Linked DNA regions of Mus musculus: all the other regions are linked to region 1. The links are chromatin contacts, called in public Hi-C maps. All regions are on one chromosome and are shown on one strand. Each heading gives the region's core, a stretch centred on a gene start, on an enhancer-like site or on the middle of the called end of the contact. The rest is flanking DNA. Distances are from core to core; before and after follow the strand shown. Region 1 overlaps Gm34419 (a long non-coding RNA gene). Region 2 has its middle 7.2 kb from the start of Gm33638. Region 3 has its middle 8.8 kb from the start of Gm29243.

What was found. Hi-C and Micro-C count contacts between places; a contact is called where the count stands out from the background.
Region 2: a Hi-C map of bone marrow-derived macrophages shows a contact between it and region 1, with 11 read pairs. The contact joins two enhancer-like sites. A contact is called at or near these places in 1 of 484 Hi-C or Micro-C datasets (bone marrow-derived macrophages) and 2 of 115 datasets of contacts at active chromatin or transcription factors (astrocytes and extraembryonic endoderm stem cells).
Region 3: a Hi-C map of bone marrow-derived macrophages shows a contact between it and region 1, with 11 read pairs. The contact joins two enhancer-like sites. A contact is called at or near these places in 2 of 484 Hi-C or Micro-C datasets (bone marrow-derived macrophages and cortical neurons) and 3 of 115 datasets of contacts at active chromatin or transcription factors (T-cell acute lymphoblastic leukemia, embryonic stem cells and extraembryonic endoderm stem cells).

Annotation. Positions count from the first base shown.
Region 1 is chr8:35,107,270-35,111,640 of GRCm38.p6, reverse strand. Gm34419 (a long non-coding RNA gene) reads right to left here. Exons shown (of 4, transcript XR_378879.3): 3 at 2,940-3,027. Among named protein-coding and RNA genes, the nearest start is that of Gm34419, 14 kb to the right of the region's middle. Within about 2 kb of position 1,905, at least 8 of the 459 cell types and tissues checked have an H3K27ac peak or open chromatin away from gene starts, as enhancers often do. A contact at or near this core is called in bone marrow-derived macrophages, where this site is marked.
Region 2 is chr8:34,178,180-34,182,550 of GRCm38.p6, reverse strand. No RefSeq gene overlaps it. Among named protein-coding and RNA genes, the nearest start is that of Gm33638, 7.2 kb to the right of the region's middle. Within about 2 kb of position 2,475, at least 2 of the 459 cell types and tissues checked have an H3K27ac peak or open chromatin away from gene starts, as enhancers often do. A contact at or near this core is called in bone marrow-derived macrophages, where this site is marked.
Region 3 is chr8:34,205,886-34,210,256 of GRCm38.p6, reverse strand. No RefSeq gene overlaps it. Among named protein-coding and RNA genes, the nearest start is that of Gm29243, 8.8 kb to the left of the region's middle. Within about 2 kb of position 1,991, at least 70 of the 459 cell types and tissues checked have an H3K27ac peak or open chromatin away from gene starts, as enhancers often do. A contact at or near this core is called in bone marrow-derived macrophages, where this site is marked.

The DNA.
Region 1 (4,371 bases), core at 656-3,155:
TTCTGGCTGATCCAATGCCAGCGGCCACCTTGAAAGACTCCTGGGACTTCCTGGAGCTTACATTTCTCCAACTGTTTCAGCATACAATCTGGTCAAGACGCTAAATGAAGAAGTCTGCTGTTTTGTTCCACAGTGGATAAAGGTCCCAGCCTAATAGGGCCTTTTCTATAAATAAAGCATTGGCCAGCAACGGGAAGCTGGTGACCAGAGAGGTTTAGTAAAAGATAGCTGAGTTTCTGACATCGTGCCAGGAACAAAAGAACTCCGAAGGAATGGTTTCGTGCCAGGAAGGGGGGCATGGACCACAGCTGGAAAGCTAAGCAAGGGAAGAAAGATTAATCAGGTCTTGAAAGCCGACTGCTTCCCTTGGCCACACTGCTCAGATGCCTGGACATGGGCTGGGTGACAGGGAAGGGACACACATTTTTCTGTTCAGTGGAGGTGCAAAGCGTCCTCTTCCAGAGATGTAAAAGAGCATGCTCACTTTGGGGACACTGTTCGCAGTGGTTATAGTGTGAGTCTGTTTGCTTTTGAGTCTTCATGTTATTCCTTTGTTTCACAAGCTAAAATCCTCCAACCAGGCTAACCAGTGGTACATAGGGAAATCAACAACAACAACAACAACAAAAAAGTCCTGCTTTAAAAAATACAAATTTTAAGAAAGATCTCAGTCCTTCTTAAATAAGCATAAATGGAGAAGGGAAAATCAGAAGCTAGAATATCTGTAGATGGGAGGAGAGGAACAGCAGATGAAAGGTTAATTTAGGCCAGAAGAAGAAGGCAAAGGATTTCAGGGTGGGGTGGGACATGATAAACAGGGACTTTCTTTGAAAGGCGCCAAGGAGTCAGGTAACTAGTTCCTGCCCACTTCTGTCTGGGAAGCAGGAGAGGTTTCTTGCTTTCTGGAGAGACTCAGCTGCAAACTTGGGCCATAAGAGACTCAGATGGGGACTAAAGAGACTCAGTATCCAGGTGCGGTGACTCAATGCCTGTTATCCCAGAACTCAGGAGACAGAGAGTTCAAGAACAACTTGGGCTACATAATGGGTCTCGGGCAACCCTGGGCTGCAGTGACAAACTCTGTGTCAATGAGGAGAGGAGACAGTCTTGGCACTGTGTGCAGAGGGACTCAAGACCTGTGGTGCTGTGAACTATGAAGCCCACAGACCTGCCACGCTCCTCCCACGCCAGCGATTTGAGCCAGTGGAAGATTCATCTTCAGGGATGGAGGAGTAAAATTCCTTCACTCCTTGATACTCTACAAGTGAGCCCACAACTTGAGAAACTCTAGCCACGTGCACCCCCCTCACAGTCACATTTTAGTTATAGCTGTATTGTGAGTGCGCAGTTCCCGACTCAAGGCAGAAGGCATGAAGACATCTTCAGACACGTGGAACTTAACACAGCCACCTCATGTTTTCAAACTTCTTGAGCTGGGAATAAAGATGAAACCCAGGAAGGACAAGGAGGTATAAACCGTCTTAGTACCCCGTGGCTGTGGTAAAACACCCTGACAAGCTCAACTTGAGCTTTATTTAGTTCGGGGGGGGGTACCACCCATTATGGCACGGCCTCGGGAACAGGGAGGCAGAGATTCATACGGCGTGGGAAGAGAGGAAGCAGACCGGAAGTGTTGGGTTTGGTTTCTGAAACCGCGAGGCTCACCTCAGTGATCCACTCCCTCCTCTAAGGCTTAAGCCTTTTAAGGTTCCATAATTTTCCAAAACAGACCCGCCAACTGGGCACCAAGGGTTCGAATTCGTGAGCTTGTCAGGGACCTTTCACATGCAAACCCCGTGCGGGGGTAGGGAGGATACAAAAGACATGAGCTGGAATACAGAAGAACGCTGAACAGAAGTCCTACATTGAAAACCGGGTCAATGGCTTAGGAAAGCGCCAGCCTGCAAGGAACAGAAAGGGGAAGCGCTATGGACGAGGCGCACCCACAGGATAAAAATAACACAAGTGAGCATAATCTGACATTTTTCGGTGCTTGGAAAAAGTAATTCCTACGTATTTAAAAAAAGATACTGAAGAATTGGAGGAAATCCAGCTTCCTTCGTGGCAATTATCAGTCTCGGGAAAACTCTAACAAGAAAAGTGTGCTGATAACCGGCTTCCTCGATGCTGTTAGTTAGTTCCCTGGTCCCACACTCTTGGATAATCACTTCCCATCTTCAGTACGGCTGACTATACAAGTGTGTCTTGTAGAAATGTCGTGAGGTTCAACGTTAGGTTCTAAAAGGCATCGAGGCTATCATGTGGCTCTCTTATGGTAGCTTGCTCTGGAGAAAAACCAGCTTCCATGATACAACACACTCAGTAGCTTTAGGAGCGAGAGCTGGGCAACAGCCAGCATACCTCGCCAATCACATGAATGAGCTACCCAGAAAGCAGGTGGCCGAACCCAAGTCAAGAGCACAGATACTACTGGTTCCCAGTCAACGCTGATTAAAAATCAGGCTACCTGCCTAAAAACACCCCTGAAGTCTAGACATCCCAAAAGTACAGAATTATGTTTTTTATATTCTATGGCACTGAGTTTTAGATTCAGCTTGGAGCATCCTGGAAACTGGATGTAGCTATAACAAAAACCTGAAGGGGTGCATACAGATCTGGACCAAGCAGGGACCTTTGGGGAGAGGGTTAGTTTTATATTATGAATATTGTGTCATATGCCTATAATCCCAGCACTCAGATGAAGATGACAAGTTCAAGGCCAGTCTGGACTACATAGCAAGACCATGAATGAAATAAACACAAATTAGATATTGTTAGTAAAGACTGGTGGCCTTTAAAGAAACCCCTAGGAAGCCCAAAGTGATCGAGTGCAGGAGATCCTGAACGGAGAGAACATGAAGCCCTTGCTGCACAGTAGTAGAAAGTTTAGAAAGAGTAGTGGCTGTCATAAATGAAAACTAGGAATGCAGTGGACATACCTTCCGTGGAGCTGGAAGCTACTAGGTAATCTAACTCGGGAGTCCTGTGGTAGTCTGCCTTGGGAGTGGGTAATCACTGAAGAAAGCACTGGTAAAAGTAGATAAGACATGGTGAGTGGAAATTTTCTAGCATTTTTATTATGAAAAAAAAATACGCTTTTTAAAGCTAAGACATGGCTCTTGGGCAAAGAGGAGACCCATACTGTGTAAGCAAAGCAGTGAGGTAAACATGAAGGCTAAGGGGTGGGTCCAAAAAAAAAGTTAAAACTTCAGAAATAACCAAGGCTTATGCTGGGCTGGTGGCTCAAGCCTCCCAGAGCTTCAGAGACAGCAGGATTGCCACGAGTTCTAGGCCTCCCTGGGCTATGAAGTGAGGCTCCTTAAAAACTGAAAACCAAAACACATGTACAGACGCAAAGAACACCATCTGTCCCATTGCCCTCTCAGCAGAAACCCAGGCATAGAACAGATCATCTCAGCGGCTTCTGGGTCTTGCTCTGCTCTGATGGCACGGACCCCAGTCAGGTTTACAGGAGGCATATAAAGGGTTTATAAAAACTACATTGGATCTCCGAGTTGTGCCATAAGCAATGGACACGGAGCAAGTTAGAAATGGGGTTGGAAGTTGGACCTGCAGGAAACAGGCTGAGAAAATGCCTAAGCTGCGAACACAGGCCACCTTTTGTAGAAATGGGGAATAACTCAGAGGATAACCACACTCAGAGAGCACAGCTAGGGACCAAGGAGCCTTCTTAGAAATCTCAACTGTGTCTTACTAAATTAAAACAAACACAAACACTTATTTCCCCCCTCCCTTTTCTTCTCCACATCTCTGCCCCCCACACCCCAATGCCAGTGTCTGTGTGCGCACATGTCTGTGTGTCTATGCACACACCACAGTCTATGGGTCAAGGATAAACTGTACAAGTCAGTTCTTTCTTTCCATCACAGGGGTCCCAAGGATTGAACTAGATTGTCATCAAGATTGACAGCAAGCTCTTCTAATTGCTGAGCCATCTCATCTCATGTCCTGCTAAATCTAATACTGGTTTCTAAGCCTCTCACCCCTCTCTTTCTTGATAGTAGAGTTTCTAACATTTAATCATATACTTGCTCCACCAATGCATGCTGGGTATGTGGGCCACAGACAAGTTTTCTCCTTAGTTTGCAGGTCTTTCTATTGAGAGGGACTGTACTGGAAAACATTCTTCTAGAATCTTGGCTGTCGAGCTCTGTCTTTGCTTGTACTTGATTTAGGCAATTGTACTGGCTGGTTTTGGGTGTCAACTTGACACAAGCTGGAGTTATCACAGAGAAAGGAGCCTCCCTTGAGGAAGTGCCTCCACGAGATCCAGCTGTAAGGCATTTTCTCAATTAGTGATCAAGTGGGGGAGGGCCCCTTGTGGGTGGTGCCATCCCTGGACTGGTAGTC
Region 2 (4,371 bases), core at 1,226-3,725, 930 kb after region 1:
GCTTGGCCTTTCTTTGCTCTCTGACTCTCTGACCCTTTCTCTCTCTCTCCCCTTCCCCCCTCCTCCACATGTTCCTCTCTCTCTCCCTCTCCCTCTCCCCCTCCTCCCTCTCTCTCTCTCTCTCTCTCTCTCTCTCTCTCTCTCTCTCTCTCTCTCTCTCCTTCCTTGTCCCTTCTCTTTGTCTACCTCTACTCCCTCCTCAACTCTCCTTCCTATGCTCCCCAAATAAACTCTATTTTATCTAGACCCATCATATGGCTGGTTCCTCGGGAGAGAGATGCCCCCACCACCACACCATACCACACTGTATAAAACATATCCTTGGCTTTATAATATACATCAACAAATATAGCAGACTGCCTTAGGAGTCACTATATTGCTGTTTCATTAATAGAACAAAAGGATTTGGTTTTCCCCTAGGTCCGGTCTATCTAGTCTCAGGTCTCACTAGAGACCCCACTGTGGTCATAAAACAGGTTTTCATATTTCTTGTGTATGTATGACATTAGTCTCAGCATCCAAAACTGATTCTGTCCACCCAAAATGTAGAGGTCTGCTGCCTCTGCAGGGAACATAATATCACACATTGAAAACCAGTGGTTTACCATTGTATGTATAATTCCAATTCTAATGACAATACACTAAGCAATATTAGCAATCTGTTTATGGTTTTTGAAGAACCACAGAAGTCCTATCTGCAATCCACATCGTCCTCTTGTCTACCTAAACAGAATATGCAGTCAGCTGTTGTGGAAAAGGAAAATGATATGTGGTTAGTTGGCCACTCATTCATTTAGGATGTATTTACTGAATGCGGACCGTGAGACAAGAATCATTTGAGTGATGTGAATACAGAACAATACAGACAAAAACAAAATAAAACACCCTGGCCTTGCACATCTTACATGCCAGTGAATAATACAATATAAAGATGTAGTGTTATGAGAAAACTCCAATAAGGTGAGAAAGACCTAAGGCGTAAATAGAGAGTTGTAATTTCTAATAGAACATGATTTTTTTTCATCCTTTCACAACCTTCTGCATGTAAACAATGCATCTTTATCATATGTCCCATAACACCCCCCTATCCACTCCTCCTAGGAGTCTACACACCTCCTCCCCACAAATACCCCCTATCCCCCCCCCCACTTCCTCCAGGAACCGGCAGAGTCTCTCCCACACACCCCACGCCCTCTCAATGTGTGCCTATCCCCCTTCACAACCATTGAGTGCTATAAGTGCTGCCTGCCAGGATGCTGGCTGGTCTTGTTGACTTGATCATGTCCCCGTAACCATAGTTATCATGAGTTCAAAAGTACAATAGCTGTGTGCACCCCTACAGCAGCGTTTCACATCCCTCCTCCCCATCCTCTGGCTCAGACAGACTTTCTGCCCCTTCTTCCTGAGGTTCCATGAGCTTTGGAGAAGTGATTGATGCCCCATTTAGCACTGAGCACTTAGTGTGAGCCACCTGGTGACCAAGCTGGGGAGACATGGGAAGGCTTGTGCTGCAGCGTAGCATGACCTGACCTAACTCATGCAAGTTGTCTGTCAGAGGACACAGGACTGAAGTGACCGGGGACAGCTTAGACAGTAACAGAAGAGTTGAGAAAGACTCCAAATACACATATATTTTGATATTTGGGAAAGAGTCAGATCCCATATGACTGAAAGTGTAAAACTAGGGATTAGGGAGATGGCTCAGTCAATAAAGTGTTTATCTCACAGCATGAAAACCTGAGTCTAGGGGGCTGGAAAGATGGCTCAGTGGTTAAGAGCACTGACTGCTCTTCTGAAGGTCCTGAGTTCAAATCCCAGGAACCACATGGTGGCTCACAATCATCCATAATAGGATCTAATGCTGTCTTCTGGTGCATCTGAAGACAGCTACAGTGTATTTACATATAATAAATAAATAAATCTTAAGAAAGGAAGAAAGAAAGAAAGAAAGAAAGAAAGAAAGAGAGAGAGAGAAAGAAAGAACTTAAGTCTAGATCCCCAGACCTGCATAAAAGTCAAACGCAAGTGTACCCACCTTCAGTCCCAGTGCTGGGGAGGCAAAGGCAGGAGGAGCCCTGGACTTTACTGGCCAGCTTACCTAGCCAAATACTTAAGTCCCAGATTCAGTAAGAGAACCTGCCTCAAAAATTAAAGTGGAAATCGATTGACGATAGCTCTCAGTGTCAACATGTGGCCTAAAGAAAGCGGGCACACACCACAAACACACATCATTTATAGCAGATGTTACCCCTATTACCATGTCAGAGAACTTTTTGTATAAAAAGTAACTTTAGAAGAAATAACTTATCGCTCATAACAGTCTGCAAAAAAATTATCTACCTAGAAAGTCTACAACAGCATAACCTGATGTACATTAACAGTTTAAGATAGAAATAAATAAATGTAGTTAAAGGGATTACACTGTCCTGCAGTAGGAAGTACTACTTTGCAAAATGGACCATTGCTGCCCTCTAGTGGCACAAGAAAAACATGAGCTTAGAAACCAGGATAGCCAATGCCTCAAAGAAATACACGTTTTCAAATGTGGGTTTTCTTTCTACCATGAGTTGCTTTATCACAACTTTTTCTTCTTAAGACATATTATTTTTCTTTTATGTGTATGAGTGTTTTACTTGCATGCATGACTGTGTACCATATGCATGTCTGATGCCCACAGGAGTCAGAAGATGTTATTGGATCTCCTGAAACTGGAGTTGCAGATTGTTGTAAGACACCATATAGGTGTTGGGAACTGAACCTGGGTCTTCTGCAAGAACAGAAAGTGCCCTTAACCGCTGAGCCATCTCTCTAGCACTCCAATTTTCGATAGGTGATATTATGAACAACTGTATAACATGGAAACCAGGCACTGCCCTACCCATTGATTAATGTATGACAATCACTATAGCTATAAAAGCGAGTAGTGAAGTCTGAATGTATGTGTGTGTGTGACTCAGTACTGAAACAAATGCTTGCCACAGGCAAGACCCTGGGTTCAGGTCCCAGCAACATCAAGAAAGAAAAAAAAAAGGAAGACAGACAGACAGACAGTTATTAGCAGTGATATCAACAACCTAAATCTCTCCTGTGTTCATAACAAGCACACACACAGACTCACAGTCACACAAACTGCACACACACATTCTCTCTCTCTCTCTCTCTCTCTCTCTCTCTCTCTCTCTCTCTCTCTCTCCCTTCTTCCCTCCTTCCCTCTCTCCCTCTTTCTCAGTCTACAATCCAGGATCTAGCCTTCAGCTACCGTTCCAGCACCATGTGTGCTGCCCTGCTCTGCATCAGCTCCTGCCTCCCGGTTCCTGCCCTGCTTGAGCTCCGGTCCTAGCTTCTTCCAATGATAAACGGTGCTGCGGAAGTATACACTAAATAAGCCCTTTCTCCGCTGAGTTGCTTTTGGTGATGTAACCCTAACCATGACACCATCCTCCCCTTCCTCTTGTAAAAGGTGCCTCAACATCCCAAAGGCAGCATTCGTGAACCCAAACGGTTTCTGAGAAACGTAGGTGCATTTCCTTCTGTTAGCCTGTTGGATATCCTAGAGAACCCCCTTCCTCCCTCTTGGGCAACCTTTGATCTCTACAGACTGTAAGCAAGGGTGTTCCTGAAGCCACTTATTAAAGCCCTGTTATGGGCTCCCCCCAAAGCAATGGCTGCCTATTCACCCTAGATTTATTCCCTGAAGAGCATGGAGGCTGTCTTACTGAGACAAAGATGGACTTCATCGTGACTCAGTTACCCACCCATGCAGAAAGTTGGAAGACTGTGTCCAGGTGGCAGGTCTTCCGACAGTCACGTCCTGAGTCCACATTTCGGCATGGATCTCAATATTCTACAAACCCAAGCAGCACATACACTGAAGATATAAACTGCACTCATCTGGCCAGGCAGTGATGGCACGTGCCTTAAATTCCAGCATTTGGGAGACATAGGCAGGTGGATTTCTGAGTTCATGGCCAGCCTGATCTATAGCATGAGTTCCAGGACAGCCAGGGCTATACAGAGCAACCCTGTCTCGAAAAAAACAAAAACAAACAAAAACTGCACTCATCTGACACCGTTGTCTGGAGTGGCCATGGCATAAACATGTGTCCAAAATCTATCTACATTGCTAAAAATTGGAGAAATAAAAAATATAGACAGCATCTCTCAATAAAGGTATACACAGATTAGAATTATGCTATGATGATGTGAAAGACATAGACAAATTTGCTATGAAAACTGTTTGGAAGGCATGAGTTCTAACCAAAGAAACCTCTTGCTTCTAAGTAGAGAGGCCGTCCCCAGAGCTGAAGGGGAAGATGCAATGGAGGGAGTGGGACACACCAAGTTTTCCTCTCCTTTGATATTCTTCTGAAT
Region 3 (4,371 bases), core at 742-3,241, 900 kb after region 1:
AAGCCCTGCATTTGCAGGGGGAGGCGGGGAGCAGGGGTTGGGGAAAGCAGAACTTCTGGGGGAAAGCTCAGAGGCAAGCTGTCTTCACATCCCAATGCACTTGCTGTGGGAGGGAGCCTGGGTTGGGAGAAGGGAAACTTCTGCAAGAAAGTGCAGAAGGAAGCTGCCTGTGCACTTCAGAACCACCACAGAGGCCAAGCGGTGCAACAAAACAGCACGACAGGTTTTTTTGGGTTGTTTAAAGATTTCATTGCAACAAACTACAACCGAAAGTATAGGAGACTGTTCTTCACACCAACAGACTCCATCACTAAAACAGAGGCTATTGGAACAGTGCGAGCCAGTACCCTAAATGTGGGAAGCCACATGTGCCGTTGCTGAGTGGCACTGACTACTGCTGGCCACCACACATAAGTTTGGACAAACAACCAATGTGTACATATGCAGTAAAGTTTTTTGCAAAGACACTGCCTGGCCCGGACATGATAATGAGGTTCTGTAAGGTACTGAGAGTATAACCAATCAGATGTGAGACATGCAAATGAGGTATGATAATGAGGTTCTGTAAGGTACTGAGAGTATAACCAATCAGATGTGAGACATGCAAATGAGGTATGATAATGAGGTTCTGTAAGGTACTGAGAGAGAGTAACCAATCAGATGTGAGACATGCAAATGAGGTATGATAATGAGGCTCTGTGAGGTACTGAGAGAGAGTAGCCAATCAGATGAGGAACATGCAAATGAGGCGTAGTGCATAACCAATCCAGGTGTGAGACACGCCTCTCCTAGGCCTATAAAAGCAGCACCAGTTCTGGGCTCAGGGTTTCTTCGCCTCTGCAATCAAGCTCTCCCAATAAACGTGTGCAGAAGGATCCTGTTGCAGCGTCTTCTTGCTGGTCAAGTCCTGCGTGCACAAGACCTAAATACCCCCACGTTGATTTGTCCATGACTGAAAAGCAACTAAACTTGGAAGAACAACAAGCAGTTTCAGGGGCACACAGGGAAGGTTTTGATTGACACAAGAGATCACCGGAAGGCATCTAATTTCTTGTCCTCTTTATAAGTCTGGGTTAGCCTGTTTACCACCTTTGCCAGGGTCAGCAAAGCCCCTCCCTGTTTCCCTTTTGTTTACTGGCCTTTGCTCAGGGAGGTGACCACACTACCAGCTCCCACCCAAGACCCTTCAATCTGTGGATAAAAGACACACACAGTTTATTCCTCCACAGTTTGTCTTCTTGACACAATTGCTGGGCTCAGATATCTCTCACCTAGAAAAGCATGCCCTTAGCAATTTATTATCTCCATCTTTCCACCTGCCCTAAACTTAGTGGCTAGTCCCATCTAGCCCCTGCCAAACATCCTTGTCCACCCGCTTATAGCAGAGGCTGCAGGCCCTAGCTGCCCCCTCCCTGAGACCTTACATGGTTCTTGTGTTCTTCGTCCTCCAAAGCATGGTAGAAAAGCCCCTCTCTGTGTCCCTGCCTTTTCCTCCTGGAACCCAGAAGTTCTGCCTGTACCTTCTACCCAGCAATTGGTCCTGGCCTCCTTTATTGACAAATCAAGAACCAATTGGAGAACAGAACTTTAGCATAAGCACCACCCCCTTCATTAGCCTCCAGGGCTTGTTCCAGAAACGGAATTCCCAAGTCCAACCTACAGCCCTGGCTTTGGAAGAACCACCAGTGAAACTCAGTGATTACTCTTCGACCACAGACACCAACCTACACCCTCTTGCCAGTCCTTCTTGGTAGGAAAGAGCAGGGTCAGACATTTTACCAACTTCTTCATTTTACAAGGAGAGAGGGAGAGACTCAAAACCACAGGCACTGAGGAGCCCCCACATACCACCACACCACCCAAGACAAAACTACCGACGCGGCTAAAGTGCGAGCAAGGCAGAATTTGCCCTGACATACAGAAACAGCAGCCCCGGTGATGCTTAGATGGATCTGGGCAGTCAGGAAGGTGGGCTGGCCTCACGAGCTCAGTGCCAGAGGAGGAAGGAGGCTCTTTCCGCTGACTCACTCCCCTGAATACTGCAGCTGTTCTTGTCTCTACCCCACGGCACACCTACCATTTTTCTGGTTTGGGTTCCAACCTTAGCAACTTGCTCCAGTAGATACTAGCACCACCTGCCCACTCAGCAAACCTGCACCCAAAGGACAACATCCGTGCAGCATTCTCTGCACCGCCTTTTGCTGAAGCCAGGATGTCTGCAAAAGCAGAAATGAGGCGCTGCCGCGAGCGGGCTTCTGGCAATACCGTCACCTACTAAGCCTGAGTTTGCACTGGTTTCATCAAGCCCCAGCTCCAGCCCAGTGACAGAGCCCTCAGGAAACAGGTGGCAGGTGCCCCACACTCAGAGCAGAGGAGACAAGCTCTCCTTGTAGGTTTCTTGGCACCTCCAACAAGGCCACACCTCCCAATACTTGCAAATAGTGCTACTCCCTGGTGACCAAGCATTCAAATCTATAGTGTGTGGGGGCCACTCTTATGCAAATCACCATACCCTGCAAGATCTCAAAGCCCACAAAGTGAAGACAGAGGCCCAGGCAGGAAAAGCTTGCCAAGGAAGGCATCCTGGCTGGACAGTGGGTTCCTCTGAGAAGCCAGTCTCTGGCGCAAGCCGTGGCTTGTCCCAGTGTAGCATCTCTTCACATAGTTCTCCACACACACAAGTCTGCATGTTTGTTGTATGGATTTGTTGGCTTGGTTCGCTTGAGTGTTTGTGCTGAAAGGACTATTCAATGGCAAGCAACTGTGTTCCACCCATACACATGCCCTGCCCCGATACCAGCTCAACCATGATGCAGCCCCTGGATAACCAACCTTTAATCACTGGAGCTTTCTGTGTGGAGAGAGTCATGAGGTGGACCTGGAGCCACCTAGAATCTAACGTGAGAGACAAGTCCGGCCACCTGATTTCATCCCGGGGGTGGGGGGTGGGGGGGGGGTCACACGGTAGAAAGAGAAAACTAACTCCCCATGGCAGGCATTTACCCGCATGCAGTATGCAAGTAACTAATAAATGAGTGCAATTTTAATTTTTTAAGTAGAGCAGGCAACTATAGGTAATATATGTACATTGCTTTACGTAGCTCCGTGACACAAGAGATATTTTTTTAATCCTTTATTTTTTTAGTCAAATTAAATCCTGTGAGACCTTCCTATCCAAATGTGATTTAAAAGTTCACTTGGGAGCTGGAGAGATGGCTCAGCGGTTAAGAACACTGACTGCTCTTCCAGAGGTCCTGAGTTCAATTCCCAGCAACCACATGGTGGCTCACAACCATCTGTAATGGGATCCGATGCCCTCTTCTGGCATGTCTGAGGACAGCTACAGTGTACTTGTATACATAAAATAAATAAGTCTTAAAAAAAAAAAGTCACTTGGGGAAAAGAAGGTTGGGGGAGGGGTGGGGACTGTCTTTCTCTTTCCCAAGCTCATAAGAACCATGGTGCTTTGTGAGCCCAAAAAGAGAAGACAGACAACCTGCTTGCTCAGCACTTCTGAGCTCCATCCTCAGATACATGCTGCATATACTCAATGGCAGACAGCTGTGTTCCACCCGTACATATGCCCTGCCCCCATACCAGCTCATCCGTGAGGCAGAGCCCCTGGATAACCAACACTCTGCCAAGCAGTCACTGATGTTGCATGGCTTCCCATTCCTGAGATAATGGAATCAGATGGATCGACTTCCCTACTGATGAGAGAGCTCACAGCCCTCTCAATGGTTCTGGGAACCCTTCAACTCCCTCTTCAACCTTTTCGACCCTCAGGATCTCCTCACACAACAGTCCTCTCAGTCCCGTTGTGTTTTCTTCAAGGTGCTGATCACAGAGACATCTAGATTTATGGCCCATGTGTTAATGATCTATGTTCTCAAAAAGAAAGGTGGCAAGTCTATAAGAGCAGAATCCTTTTTGTGGTCCAATTTATTAATAAATATACCCAGTGACTAGGAAACTTCTTGGCACCTGTCTTAGTCAGGGTTTCTATTCCTGCACAAACATCATGACCAAGAAGCAAATTGGGGAGGAAAGGGTTTATTCGGCTTACACTTCCATACTGCTGTTTATCACCAAGGAAGTCAGGACTGGAACTCAAGCAGGGCAGAAAGCAGGAGCTGATACAGAGGCCATGGAGGGATGTTATTTACTGGCTTGCTCCCCCTGGCTTGCTCAGCCTGCTCTCTTATAGAACCAAGACTACCAGCCCAGAGATAGTCCCACCCACAAGGGGCCTTTCCCCCTTGATCACTAATTGAGAAAATGCCTTACAGTTGTATCTCATGGAGGCATTTCCCCAACTGAAGCTCCTTTCTCTGTGATAACTCCAGCTGTGTCAAGTTGACACAAAACCAG